Linked DNA regions of Siniperca chuatsi: region 1 is linked to region 2. A link is a contact called in public Hi-C data. All regions are on one chromosome and are shown on one strand. The core of a region is the stretch at or near the end of the contact, and the rest is flanking DNA. Distances in the headings are between cores, read along the strand shown. Region 1 overlaps ppp1r13l (relA-associated inhibitor). Region 2 holds the start of exosc5 (exosome complex component RRP46).

What was found. Hi-C and Micro-C count contacts between places; a contact is called where the count stands out from the background.
Region 1: a contact with region 2 is called in a Hi-C map of liver, with 2.2 times the contacts expected there. The contact joins the enhancer-like site here to the promoter of exosc5 in region 2. A contact is called at or near these places in 2 of 3 Hi-C or Micro-C datasets (liver and skeletal muscle).

The regions. Positions count from the first base shown.
Region 1 is chrLG7:26,857,849-26,864,798 of ASM2008510v1, forward strand. It overlaps ppp1r13l (relA-associated inhibitor), which reads right to left. Exons shown (of 13, transcript XM_044202775.1): 7 at 6,605-6,950; 8 at 6,021-6,493; 9 at 5,451-5,588; 10 at 4,467-4,600; 11 at 4,065-4,231; 12 at 2,386-2,579; 13 at 1,078-2,277. The coding sequence ends at 2,242. Among protein-coding and RNA genes, the nearest start is that of tmem91, 16 kb to the left of the region's middle. Within about 2 kb of position 1,818, the one cell type or tissue checked has an H3K27ac peak away from gene starts, as active enhancers do. A contact at or near this core is called in liver, where this site is marked.
Region 2 is chrLG7:26,818,205-26,824,997 of ASM2008510v1, forward strand. It overlaps exosc5 (exosome complex component RRP46), which reads left to right and starts at 3,867. Exons shown (of 6, transcript XM_044202745.1): 1 at 3,867-4,023; 2 at 5,406-5,519; 3 at 6,079-6,200; 4 at 6,324-6,464. The coding sequence starts at 3,927. LOC122879066 reads right to left here and starts at 916. Exons shown (of 13, transcript XM_044202739.1): 1 at 786-916. The coding sequence starts at 856.

The sequences.
Region 1 (6,950 bases), core at 568-3,067, 38 kb after region 2:
TGATTTAAATGACTGCAACTCATCTTTTTTATCATCTAAACCAAAAAGCTACTTGTGATGAAAGAAATTGAATTCCCTCTATGCAAATAATTATATTCAATCTGATGAAGTGACTCTTCTTATTCATCCTCTCTTTGAGATTGTATTTCTTCCTAGAAACCCGCTGAATGAAACTACAGTGATATAAGTCACATTATCTCACCTCCTTGGTTGAGTTGTTGACTTGGATCAAGAAATATAAATATTTTACGAATAAAGATGAGACTTAACATGGCCAAGAGGAGATCTGTTTCAGCAAAACATTATGTATGCTGCCATAGGCTAGTGGACAGTTGACTCCACTTAAATCATCTGAATTATTCACCAGAAAATCTGAAACACTAGCTATTAGCTCACCACAACTATTCACCACAGTGTTTGTGAGTAAATTGTGAATGTGTGTATGTGTCTCTGTGTATGCCATCATCATCATGTTTTCATAATCTACATAAAATTAAAAAAAGAAGAACATTAAAAGGGAAACAGCAGTCAGCTTCAAACAACGTTGACACTAATCTTCCTCAGGGATTGTGATGAAGCATACAAGCGTTGGTGTTTTCTTAATACCAGTGGGGTAGAGATAGTCTACAGATCAAAAGGCTTGAGTCAGACTTAATTAAAAAAATATTAATCATGTGTGTAGTTTTTTTAGTAATTACCCTTATGCATAATAGTGCAGCTAATTGATTCATTAAGAATCACAGCAGTCGCTTGGGTGCTCTGTGGTGTAAAAGAAGAGGAGAGGGAGAAAGAACATGAGAATAAATATAACTTCAAAGAAAAAGAAACAAAGTGCTAAGAAGGTTTAATATAACACACAACATTGAGGACTGATACTGCACAAAACAGCCCCAATAAATGGTGTTTTACTGTATATTAGGTTATACTTGCTGGTAGTAGTGACAAGTGTAAATTTTATGCTGGTGCTGAATTTATACATGATTATACAGTGTCATCTGCTGGTCAGTAATGGACATTTCAGTCTTATTTTAAGCCACAAACAAATGACTGTGAAAAATGATTTCAATGGAAACCAAAAACATGTAAGTCATGTATTTATTGAACATTTAAACTTTTGGTCACTGTGTGCCCCTTGGGAGGTGTTACAGCTTAATTGTACAGCAGTCCCTAGCAACAAAAGCGTTACACTCAAAACTTGATAACATAGAAAACACAAAACAAATGCATCAACAAACTTTCATTCTACCACTGTGAAAACACACACATTCACAAAAAGTACAGTTTCATTGTTATAGAAAACATACGTTCTCTTCCAAACGAGATTCATTTATATAGGCAGCATAAAGGATCTACATAGTGTATAAGGACTAGAGCCAAGTAGAAACCAGCCAGATGCTGTTACGTTTCTGCTGTGGCTGATTAAAAAATAATTCTACAGCCACAAAACCATTAAACATCACTCTTCAAAAATAATATTTGGCTAGTAAAATCATGAATGTGGTTGTTATTAGGATCCATCAGCAATGGTCAGAAAAAGTAGCTTCACACAATAGTTCCAGTAGGCATGGAAATAACACTAACATCGGATAAACTATTTGCAAAAACAGTGATATGTACACAGAGTACATTTTAGAAATATTATAAAAGAATAAAAGTTCCATGTGAACTTCTGACCACTCTCTTTCACTTAAGAGTTTTCGATGAGTCTTTGATGTAGCAGCAGACAACTCTGTTCCAGTAATGAATTTGTTGATTTTGCTCTGATTGAAGCAGCTCTTTTCTAAATTGAGCAATGATGGCTCACGTTTGTTGACAGCATACAGCTACATTGACCTCGCTGGTGAGAGAACTGAACACCAACAGCCACTGTTTGCATTCTGATTACTAACCAGCCAATGAGAACACAGCTGAGAAAAAGAACCTAGGATGGACAGGCATAGCTTGACAGAAAGGTTTAGCACAATACAGAGTTGTAGCTTTCCTAGAAAAACATATCCTACAGTAGAGCCAGTACAAATGATGTCTTCTAAAAAGATTTATCCTTCTCAGTGAGGCCAAAATGACTACTGAGACTTCTCCTTCAACTCTCCTAGACTGACGGATCAAAAACATTTCTCATGCCCAACAGCCTTTTCATAATCACACAGACACAGTCCTTTCAAACAACAGTGTGAAGCAGTAAAGCACAGTTTTTGAGACAGTCCTTTGCGCCTGTTTGACCAGGGTTCATCAAGAGTCCACTTAACAGAGAGATTTTGGTCGAACCTTCGGGAAAAGCTGAAAAAAATCCAAAACATTAACATGAATTTTTCTGCGTTAAAGGTAAGAAAATCAGGAGGTGAAGGCTAAATAGTTCAGCCCTTCTTTTAGAAATTAGTATCTTACCCCAAAGTAGTTGCTTGGAACAAAGCCCTCCCTGCCACAGAGTGAGGCCCACCACCAATCTGACCCTTCAGGTTTCTTCAGGATGGTGACCATGTCTCCCTCTTTGAAGCTCAGCTCATCGGCTGCCTGAGCCGGGTAGCTCCACAGAGCGTACAGCACCCCGCTGTTCTCCACCCCCATGGCCTCCTCCATACCTGGTATTACAAAGTAAGCAGGAGATATATATATGCACGTTTAACACTTACTGTACCAGAAAGTGATAGTTTGGACTGGTGAACAGGGAGACTACTGGTATTTCTTGACCAAAAGTTTACAGGTTATAATATCAGTTTTTGATCACTATAGCTTTATTTTGAAACCTGTAATCTGTATTTTTCCTTAAAGTGTTACTACTTTATTTTCTTACAGTAAAGTAGTATAAGCCTGCCAGTGAACACATGCAAAGTTTTAGTGTAATGTGTTCTAAACAGTGTTTCAAAGGCTTTTCCAGCCTGCCAAAAATGCAGATTTGGTATGAAATAGTCATATTTTAGGATACCAAATATTAGCACAAAAATCCCATATTGTTTAACGCTTGCCATCACAATGTGTCCTGTTGCAGTGTCCTTGAGAAAGATACCAAACCCTATATGTTCCCTATAAGTTATTATGGATGAAAACATCGGCTAAGAGCCATAAATGTAAACTTTTATGATTTTTTTCTTTTATGATGGGTTGTTTTAGCATCAGCGATATTATGAGCATGTGTGTGAAGGACTGATGGGAGACTAAGCTCAAACCCATCACATTTAACAGCGGTACAGTAAGTACAAAGGTCAGAGCCCCAGTAGGTGTATCAACTGTCAAATGGTGTCAATTTATGATTCATTATATTATGATTAACATTTAATAGTGCAGTGTCATAGGGTGTGTGTGTGTGTGTGAGAGTGTGTGTGTGCGTGTGTGCTGTAGTGTTGCATCGTTCACAAACGATTCGTTCAAAAGAACAAATCTTTTGGGTGAACGAACTGAACTGAACTCACTTCCTGAAACGATCCGTTCATTTCTCAGTCAGTTCAGTTGAGCTCTCAGTCACTCACTGATTCAGGCCATTCGTTCGCAGGAGGACTGAGGTGTGTTCAAGACAGCGAATACACAGCTGATTCAGGTTGCTAACATTTAGCTGCAATGATTCAACAATATTGGTCTTGGACTGCAATCAAGATATCTGACACTATCTAGATTGATATTATATGCATAGACTAACATTTAACGTTACTGCACGCAGTGCCGTGTGTGAACACACACACACACACACACACACACACACATAACGTTACTGTTTTGAAAAGAGGACAGCTGTAAGGATTATATAGATTTTTTAGACCTTCAGTGTTTGTTTATGGAGTTTATGGAGTGGTTGCATTGTTGTGTTGCTTGCCTGAGACCAAGTTGTGACAGAATACGAGAGTGACCGTTCTCAGTTCACTATAAGTGAGCAGAATTGAACATTCGGCCGTGTTTCAGTTCAGTGAGTGGAACTATGCAGTTGGAGGTCCGGTCAAGCACTGAATGATTCAGTGAACAAATCTTTTGAACGAATCTTTTTAATGAACAGAGTCTAATGATTCAGTACACTGAAAAGAACTGGTTTGGCAATCGCTAGTATGCTGGTGCATATGTAGGTATAATCGCCTCACCCCTCAGAAAGTTCTCACACTCCTCAAACCCAGCAGCGTAAGGATCACACTTCTGGGAGGCGGTAGCGCCATCGCTCTGTGTCATGGCCATGACTGCAGCTCCATTCCTCACCAAAAACTCACATAGAGGACGGTCGTTACAAGAGGCTGCACAATGCAGCGGAGTCCTGTGGGCCAAAGCACTGGCGGTAATTAAATACATCTAGGGGTACAAGATTGCTGTTCTGAAAATATCACATTGAGACACATTATGAACTCTACAACGCCATTAGCAAAACCCTCACCTCGGCAAACTCAGAATTTAACAAGCCATCTTTTATGTACCAAGTTACACAAAACCTTCACAGGAGGCCAAAGACAATGAGAGAGGATATACGTGGAAAACAACAAGAAAATATTTACCAGCCATGGCTGTCTGGTGCGCTGACATTGGCTCCAGTGCGAACCAGGAAATCCACTACATTGTAATGGCCCCCGCAGATGGCATTGTGAAGGGCAGTGATGCCTTCATCATTGGGTTGGCTAGGGTCGTTCATCTATGGAAAACATTTTACACGGAGTGAGTCAGCACTCAAGATAGTGTGATGTTAAAGGAAGAAGTTTTTCTGTCTTTGTCTATTGTAACTGGCTTTGTCCACTTTATCCTCATTTCAAAACTACTGTCAGAATCACCTTGAGCCAGCACTCAACCCCCAATTGCTGAAATGGAAGTATGAGCAACCTCCAGGCAAATGTGTTTCTGTGTGAGAAAGATGCAGGAATGTGTTGAATAAGGAAATGCAGGCTCAGCAAACTTTCCCTGAGAGAATGAAAGTTAAATATAGTGCTTCTTAAAGTCTACATCCAGTACTGGAGCACCAACTTTTGCTGTCTTAGTTCAGAGTGGTTTGAATGATTTTTTTTCTCTATAAAATGTATTTATGGAAGCTGCTAACGCTAAAAACAATTTAAAATGTTTTTGGAAGATGTAGAATTAGTACCAATGGTAAATATGGAAAACAATATAACCAAAATGACAAATGCAAAGTGCATTATTGCCTTCATTTTAATTATAATTAATCTTTAATTTCAATAATTGTTTTATATAACTATGGTTGGTAGTCTTCACATTTAATCATGCACATTTCTTTGAATAGATTTTACCCTTGTTGTCTACATTTCTTATGATTTTGTTTCTCTTACTGAATCAAAGCTTCATGTTTATTAAAAAAAAAAATTGTATATAATTTTTGGTGCAATGGGTTTAATATTTTAGGTATGATTACTATTACTGGGAGCAGTAGTAGCGGCAGAGTAGTAGTTGTAGCTGCAGTAGAGTAGTAGTAGTGGCAGTGACAGTATATACAATAATGTATATGTACTGTATATTAGTATAGGCCCACACACCTCCTGCACAGCCTTCTGCACTGTCTCCAGTTCTCCGACCAACGCTCCATCCAGCAGCAGGATGAGTGGGCTGATCCGAGCTCGCTTCCCAGAACGTTTCTGCTCCCGATTGGACCGCCGCAGAATGGAATGGTAGCTCTGAAGGGACAAACAGGTTGCAAGCTTGTATAAAGTACAAAAACACTTGACAGCAGAGAATGTCATCCAGCACAATTATTTAAAACAAAATGTAACAGTAGCCATTTTATAATAATAATAATGATCGTTGCCATATCAAGTAGAGTAGTTACATAAAAATATCCCTTTACAGTGCATTGAATGCATAATCAAATATTTATAAATCCCATCATTATTTTATTTCATTATTTAATCCTCTGGTGATTTACTCTATGTTTAATATGTGGTATAAGATAACAATTTTATGTTACACAGCAATTTATTGCATTAACTGGCTTTATCATATTTCCAACTAATTTAAAGGCCATTCTTCCTTTTTTGTTTAACAAATTGACACATTTCTGCTTGTTCAGAGATTATTACACCATCAGTTGCTCTGAGCGCATTTCTTACTCTGAAGTCATGGGGAATCAGTGTCGACATCTGAGGTGCAGGAAAAGGGGCAGGAGGTGTAGCGCTGTCCTCTCCATCTGAGGAGCTGCTGCTCTCGCTACCTTGCTCCCCCTTCTGGCGGTGGTCCTTCCTGCGAAAAAGCTTGTCGATGAGATGTTTATACTGGTTTGGCTGGTAATGGGAGGCCTTCTTCAGGGGCTGTGACTGGTCCACGGAGCCCCGTTTCTTTAGGGCCCGGGGGAATTCTGCCCGGATGCGGAGCAGTTCCTCCAGGTTAGGAATCTCCTGGCTCTGGGCCTCAGGGGCCACCACTGGTTGTAGCCTGGTGGGGCTGAGGGGCCGAGGAGCTGGGGGTGCTCCCTGCTCGACTTTCCTACTGTCCTGTGGCATGCTGGGATTCTCGGAAATCACAGGCACGTGATGAACAAAGTCCAGCCGCTCTAACTCTGCATCTATATCCCCTGGGTTCAGCACTGCAAAGATGGATATCAAACCAAATTTTTGTCGTGCAAAGTTAGTTGAACAAAGATCCTGTGAACATAGAGCATGTCAGAGTGTGTGTGCAGATGTTTAATGTGTTATACCGTCACTGTATATGGCTGGCTGCCTCAGCTCAGGTGGGTTTTGCTGTGGCTGGAGTACAGGTTGGTTGAAGAATTCCCTCGGCATGGGTACAGCTGGTTGGTAAGGTGCCATATCACCTTCTCCACCCAGGACTCTGGGGTGGTAGGTTGACATTTCTCCCCAGTGGGGGTTTTGGAGACGCATGATAACGGAGAGAGGGATGGGCTTGCGCTGACGGGACTGAGCCGTAATTGGGGGAATAGAAATACGGGAGATGATGGGCTGAGGGTGGTAGGGGGAGTGAGCTGGGGATGAAACATCTGGAGGTACTGATATGTGTGTGTTACGGGGGAGAGAACTGTGGGA
Region 2 (6,793 bases), core at 2,617-5,116:
TGATGTAGTTCAGGAAACAGGGCCACCTATAGTTGTAACCTATCTGGTAGTGATGTAATATGCTGCATTATTATTTATTCTCTATTATTGGTATTGTGCTCATTTTTGGGCCTGTACTGTTAGTTTTTGTTGCTGCTGATTGGTTGGTTTTATTCGCCTCCTTTATGCCTGTGTAGTCATTGCATCTCTGTACTCTTGTGGCTTGTTTAGTGGCTTAGCAAGTAACTTTGTGGCTTTGGTCTTAAGATAAAGTGTATGTTATTATGTATAGCTATTTAAGGTCACATTACATTGTAGTAAAATTTAGTAAAATTAACTTGTATTTCATTTAAATAACAGAACAGTAAACCATGATGAAAATGAAAACTTCATATGATGAGAAGAGAAACCACATGTGATGAGCTTTAAAGGGTCAGTTCACCCAAATTACAAAACTATGGCTAACTATGCACCACAGTTGCACCTCTACAATTGCAAGTATTTCTGTAACACAGAAGAAGCTTTACTTCTTATATACTAAGTTACATTATGCACGATGTGAAAAAGCCACTGATGTGAATAAAGCGACACAGCCTGTTATGTTGAGTTACATAAGTGCAGTTTAACAAGTTGGCATGTCTGTCTCTGATAGCTAATGTTAGCTTGCGGTCGACAGTGCGGGTAGTTTAGCCATTTTTTTCTTTTCTTTTATAACTAACACCACTGTCGATGGCCATAACGTACAACCACGAGTGGAAAGTGGTTGTTGTGTATTTGGAGTAAATCCCTCCAAAAACTCCTCTCACCCTCCAACACGCCCAGAAAGCTGCTCTCGCGCCCACTTCGTCTCACCACACGCCCCGCACGTCTGCGCCATCTTGGCTGCAGGTTTCTAAAGTTGTGAGTTGGGTGTTGTCGCCCCGCTCGAAGCCTGTCAGGCACACCGTCTTCTCAGAAACCCTAACTATTGCTTAATGGTAATGTTTATTTGCATAATCGAGATGCTACACACCCAATAAAGCAGCACATGTATCATCCACCACTCTTTCTCTGTCAGAAATGCTGTGTTTTTACTGATGAGCTTGCATTTACAATACAAACACTAAACTGTTGCCTAATGCATTTACCCCAATATACATTCATTATTCTAATGTATTTCATCCCCACCTTGTCGCATCAATGGACAGGGAGGCTGCTGAGGTCCTACTGGACTCTAACTGGACTTAGAGTCCAGTAATTTCTGGCATCTTTTAAACTAATACTGTTAAAAAGGCCATTATATTCATCAGAATAATATGCCTTCTGATATACTTCTCTCTCTCTGTTGCCGAGATTGAATGATTGAGGCACAGCATCCAGCACAGCAGCCAATCAGCGTTCACGGATCGACGTGCAGGCGATCATCCCGCCCATAGCGCTCAGTGCAAAGATGAAAGCGAGTCCAGCGGGGCGTTGACACAGATGCTGAACTTTTCTGTTTTATATCTTCTATAGTTTATTCATCGTTCGGGTGTTGTGCGTCTATTGAAAAAAGACCACACACACACATACTGAAAACACCCAACTAAGTAAACTTTTCAACTTTCTACTCATAACTGAGTTGTTGTGGTGACAAATAAACGGGTTACTCCCATATTTCAACCATCTTTGCCTGTCTCTTACCGGACACCCTGTGGCGGGTTTCAAACCTAACCAGCAATATACTTAATGGGAGTGTGCTACCAACAGCTAACTCATCTTTTCAAATACATCCATTTTTGCACACCTTACAGCAATTTGCACATTGTATGCATGCACATGTTTAAAGGCCATACCTTTTTACTTTTAACTCTTATGTTAGTACTTGTGTTTTGATTTTTTATTGCACTATTCTTTGCTCAGTGTGGTTCGTTCGTGAACTGCTGCTGTGACATGAGAATCCCCCCCACCCCCGGGTACAAATTAAGTATCTATCTACCTCTCTAATCTCAAAGACTTGGTGGAGTTTGTTGGTCGGGCGCTGCGAGGTGCTGCCTGAAAGTCCAAACTCAGGTATTAACTTTGTGACGAAGCGTCGATAGCGTAGACATGGACGTAGTGTCAGTGACGTCACCCCGTAGGTTTCTGAAGGTGTCGCCATCTTGGCAGTCCACGACTCCGGCTACTCCAAAAATGGGCAGAGAGGTGGAGCTGAGGCGGGCCGAAGGGAGCCTGGTCGCTGAACCACTTAGCGGCAAGGCCAGAGATCACCCACCTGTCACTCAAAGCGGCCACGTCCTTAATCACGCGTAATTTTAAGCCTTAATATCATTTAAACAGGTGAGTTAAAAATTCACCCCCTCACAGTTGTCGTAAAGGTGCAATGAAGTGCTTGGTGTTTTTGTTTAGTCAAAATATGACATCTGCTGGCCAAACTATTGTATTGCATTTGTACAAAAGCATTCCAATACCTTTTGATGATTGATACCAAACATTGAGTCAAAATATGAATGAATCAACTGCTGTCTTCCTCGATCTTTTGTTCAACAGAGGCCATTTTATATAAATTAACCCCCTTTATACAGATTCCACGGGTCCGCTTTTAAATATTGTGGTAACTTGACAAATACGTCCTGTATCATAAAACAAGCGGCTTCCATGCCCTCTAGTTGACAAACTGCAATACATTGAATATGTCAAGTCCTTTATGGTTGTGGACTCACTAATCCACAATGTCTGCTAACTGCTAATCATGAAAAAAACAACCCCTGGATTTTGGAGGATTCCTCTTCTTGTGCAAGGTCAAAATAGTTGTTCAACCTTTTCTTTGTACAACGGAACTGCTTGTCTCACATATTGCTGTATCCGTATCATTGTAATACGGCAAGGGCAAACGCACTGCCACTTATGAAAACATGCAAATAGACAAAACACAAGCAAATTAAGAAAAACATCTTCATCAATTTGCGCTGCAAATACGCAGAACAACAGAAGTGTTTCTTTTCACTAAAAAGTGCTGATCATGACTTGGACAGCTTGTTGTTGCCAGAGTTTTATTTTATACAGTCCATATTTATGATGGTCTGTGATTCATCCACGTTTATTTCTGACTTCTGCTGCTACTCTACTCTGCGCATGCGCTGAAAAGTGACCGCTGCAAGACCTTGCAGAGCAAAAAAGTGGAACTATCAGTAATTTTAATGATTTGTGAGGAGATTAAGTGTTTATGACAGATATTAACCTAGGAAACGCTATCTATGTGCACTTGGCCCCTCCAACGTTCATAACAAACGACAGTCCGTCTGTTATCACTGATGAAGCGGGGTATTATTTCTGATAAACAGCAGTTTTCCTGAAAAAAAAATTCAAATTCCTTCAAATTTACTAATTTAATTTTCAGTTTCAAAAATGCTTTACAAACTAGGTGGAGATGAGGTTATGTTTCTATATTTAGAAGGGGGTGTATTTAAAATAACGATTATTTACTTGTTTATTTATTTGTCATCCAGTGGTGACAGTGGCGAACTGCAACATTAAATTCGTCAGCAGCGTCAATGCAAACATGACAGCATACGGCTTCACTTCATGTGAATACTTTAATGGTCACCTTTAGAGATCGCAACTTAAGTTTTTTCAGTGATACATACTGACATATTAATTTCGTCAAGCCAACGTCAATGCAGCAATGCTAACACTTCCGGTGAATATTTTATATATAATATCCGGTGAAGCGATCAGAAATTATCATGAAACGATCATATTGATTGTCAAAGTTTGAGACTATAACTCCACATATTTTTCAGTGGGAGTAATACAGATACATATACTGATTAGTAGAATTATATAGAGGTATCAATAAGGGTACATTTCGTAAATGTATGTATTACATCCTTGTTCTTATGTCATCAGTAAGGGCCCCAAAAATGGCAAAACAGATTACGTCACTCTCCCGCGACACACTAATTTTCCACCGTGATAGCAGCGGCACGATGGAAGTGTGCGACTCTTCAAATGTTTCCTTGAGAGAGTTTGGTTGTGAACAGAGTTTACTGTCTCGACCTGACGGTTCAGCGTCCTTCGTCCAAGGTAACAACACATAGAAATGTGAGTCGGAGTCGGCCGTAAAAGGCAGCAAGAAGTCGGGCTGTTGTTAGCCTAGTTATAACGAACCGCGTCAGTCAAACCCGGTTTACCGGTAACCCATGTATAACCAATGATTATAATTGAGTTTCTGATTGCTGAAATTTCTTAGCCTGTCATTGCGTTTAAACACATCAAACAGTAAGCAGCAGCAACTGTTTTGGTTAAATTTTGTTGGCTTAAATATCTAATAGCTTGGTGGTGCTGCAGAAACTTAATGTGGCTGTCAAGTTTTTAGTTCGTGTCTGTGTGTAGGTTCTGCTCTGTTGCTCATTGAATTGATATAGTTTTGTTTGTCAGCAGTTTTACATCATATAACAGAATCGTATTAATCTAACTTTAAAAAAAGTGAACTTGATGGTGTGTTTCATAAAGTTGGAAGCAAGAAGATGCAGACATCTATCATGTTTGGTGGTGCTGCAGAAACTTAAGGTGGCCGTTAACAAGTTTTTAGTTCATAACTTGGGTAGAAATATAACACACTTTGTGATTGAAATGTCAAGCATAAATTGTTTGGGCTTTTACAACAATGTAACTGTCCTAAAAGGTGGTTTCCAGTTCATTATAACTAAAATATGTTGTCAAACTCTTGTCTGGAACAGAACTCCTGATACACAACCTTTTCTATCAGCCTTTGAGCTGTTTGCTCCTGTTTCGTGAGTCTGTACAGATTGAAAACCAATACATCCATGGTGAAAATTGAAAGCAGCAGTGATGTAACATTACCATCTTCCAAACACTCATCAGTGCATAATGTAGCACATAAACTTAAATCAAACCTTGGCTTTCAATGTTTAAGTCCCCTGTTTACAAAAACACGTGTGGCCTGAGCATCTGTTAGTACATTGCTCAGTGTCAGGCCCGTAGACTGTATGGTCAGGTCTATCATTCATTGTACAGTTTGGAATTTATACATCTAAAACTTTTGATCTCTGAATGCATCACTGTTGAGGAAGCAAAATAGCTGTGGCTAATTTAATGTGGTTAGGGAAGATTTTGTTTTGTATGATGGCCTCTGTCTGTAGTTGCTTTTTCTGTACACTTAAAAGTGAAAAGTTTCTTTCAACATTGGTCCTAAATTTCACACATGTACAGTGTAAGTGCCGGTTGGCCTCTGTCTCATTCTGTTTTAAATGATTTCACGTTACTCCTCTTATTGGGGCCGTCTGCAGCAGACACTTAAATGGTCACAGCGTCTATCCTTTTCTCCCTTGTAGTCTTCCTATTTATTTGTTATTGTCTGTATTCTGTTGTTTTTCAGTTAAAACATAATTTCCCCACCTGGATCAATAATGTGTTTTCTGTTGTTCTTTTGTTCTCATGTGAAGGAGACACAAGTGTGTTGGCCGGAGTGTACGGACCAGCTGAGGTCAAAGTCAGCAAGGAGATCTATGACCGGGCGACACTGGAGGTGTTGGTACAGCCCAAAGTGGGACTGCCAAGTAAGTGATATAAAAAGAAGAAAATGATTTCTCATTATGCAGCTTTATTTGATTTGTTTATTGGAAGTCTAATGCTGTTCCTGAATGTTGTTCTAATGCAATGTGGGCAGTTTAAATCTTATTGTATGGGTGATGGCATTTATTCTTTAAGCTTTCTAACACTTACTTTGTTAAAGAAGTACTTTTGAGTAGAGCTGGAAGATCTATTCATAGACAACAATGTGCTATAAAGTCACAAGATCCTCTTCATTTGCTGTAATGGTGTAAACATGAAATATTTAATTTTTTCAGGATACTGTAGTTACAATGCACTGTTGAAATTTGGACAAATTGTTATGCACTTTAGAAATAAATGTTTCCACAAGCTTCTTTAGGGGAAATTAGGAAATTTAAGGTGATCTTTAGGGTTTTAGGAGGCCTTTTGGGTCAATTTTACAGACTTGTCCACTTCTACTGTGCAAAAGCTGCCATACCACAACACACCACGAGGTGGAATAAGTGAGCCAGTTGGTTTCCAGTCTGAATCAAGTATGTATCCCAACATTTCCATATTTTCCAGGTGTAAGGGAGCGATCACAAGAGCAATGTGTGCGAGAAACCTGTGAGGCCTCTCTGCTCATGTCACTTCATCCTCGCTCCTCCCTCACTCTCATTCTTCAGGTGTTACATGATGATGGTTCAGTATCCTTCAGTGAAACTCTGCTGCATTGTGCTGTAAAGTTAATTTCAAATCTGCTGGTAGGGCATTGAAAAGGTGTCCTAATGGTGTTTCTTGGTGAGTGTTCTTCCTTACCTATTCCTCAGCTCTTGTCCTGCTCTTTGAATGCTGCCTGTATGGCTCTTATGGATGCAGGCCTGCCTATGAGTTGTCTGTTCTGTGGAGTGACCTGTGCCATCGACACGGACGGTCAAATCATCACAGACCCCACTGCAGCTCAGGAAAAGGTAAATCTGAGGCTCATGTGTTGTTTTGTGTAAAAAAAATAACCACCCCGAAGCACTTTGATATTGACAAGAACAGCAGCTGGTGTTGTTTGTTAAATGTCTTAAAGTCCTCAGGCGACAAAATAAGTAACACATACAATGTTAATGGATCAGCTGAGAGGAACACATTTTCTCATGTATGCACTCACTGGGGTGAGGGGCATGAGAAGAGGTGGATATATTTTACCGTTACATATCAGTAAAATCATCAGTTTCAGTTTCAAGGATGTTTAAAGGCCTTGGATTTGTTGAAAAAATCACCTTTATGAAATGTTTAAAAAACCTGATGA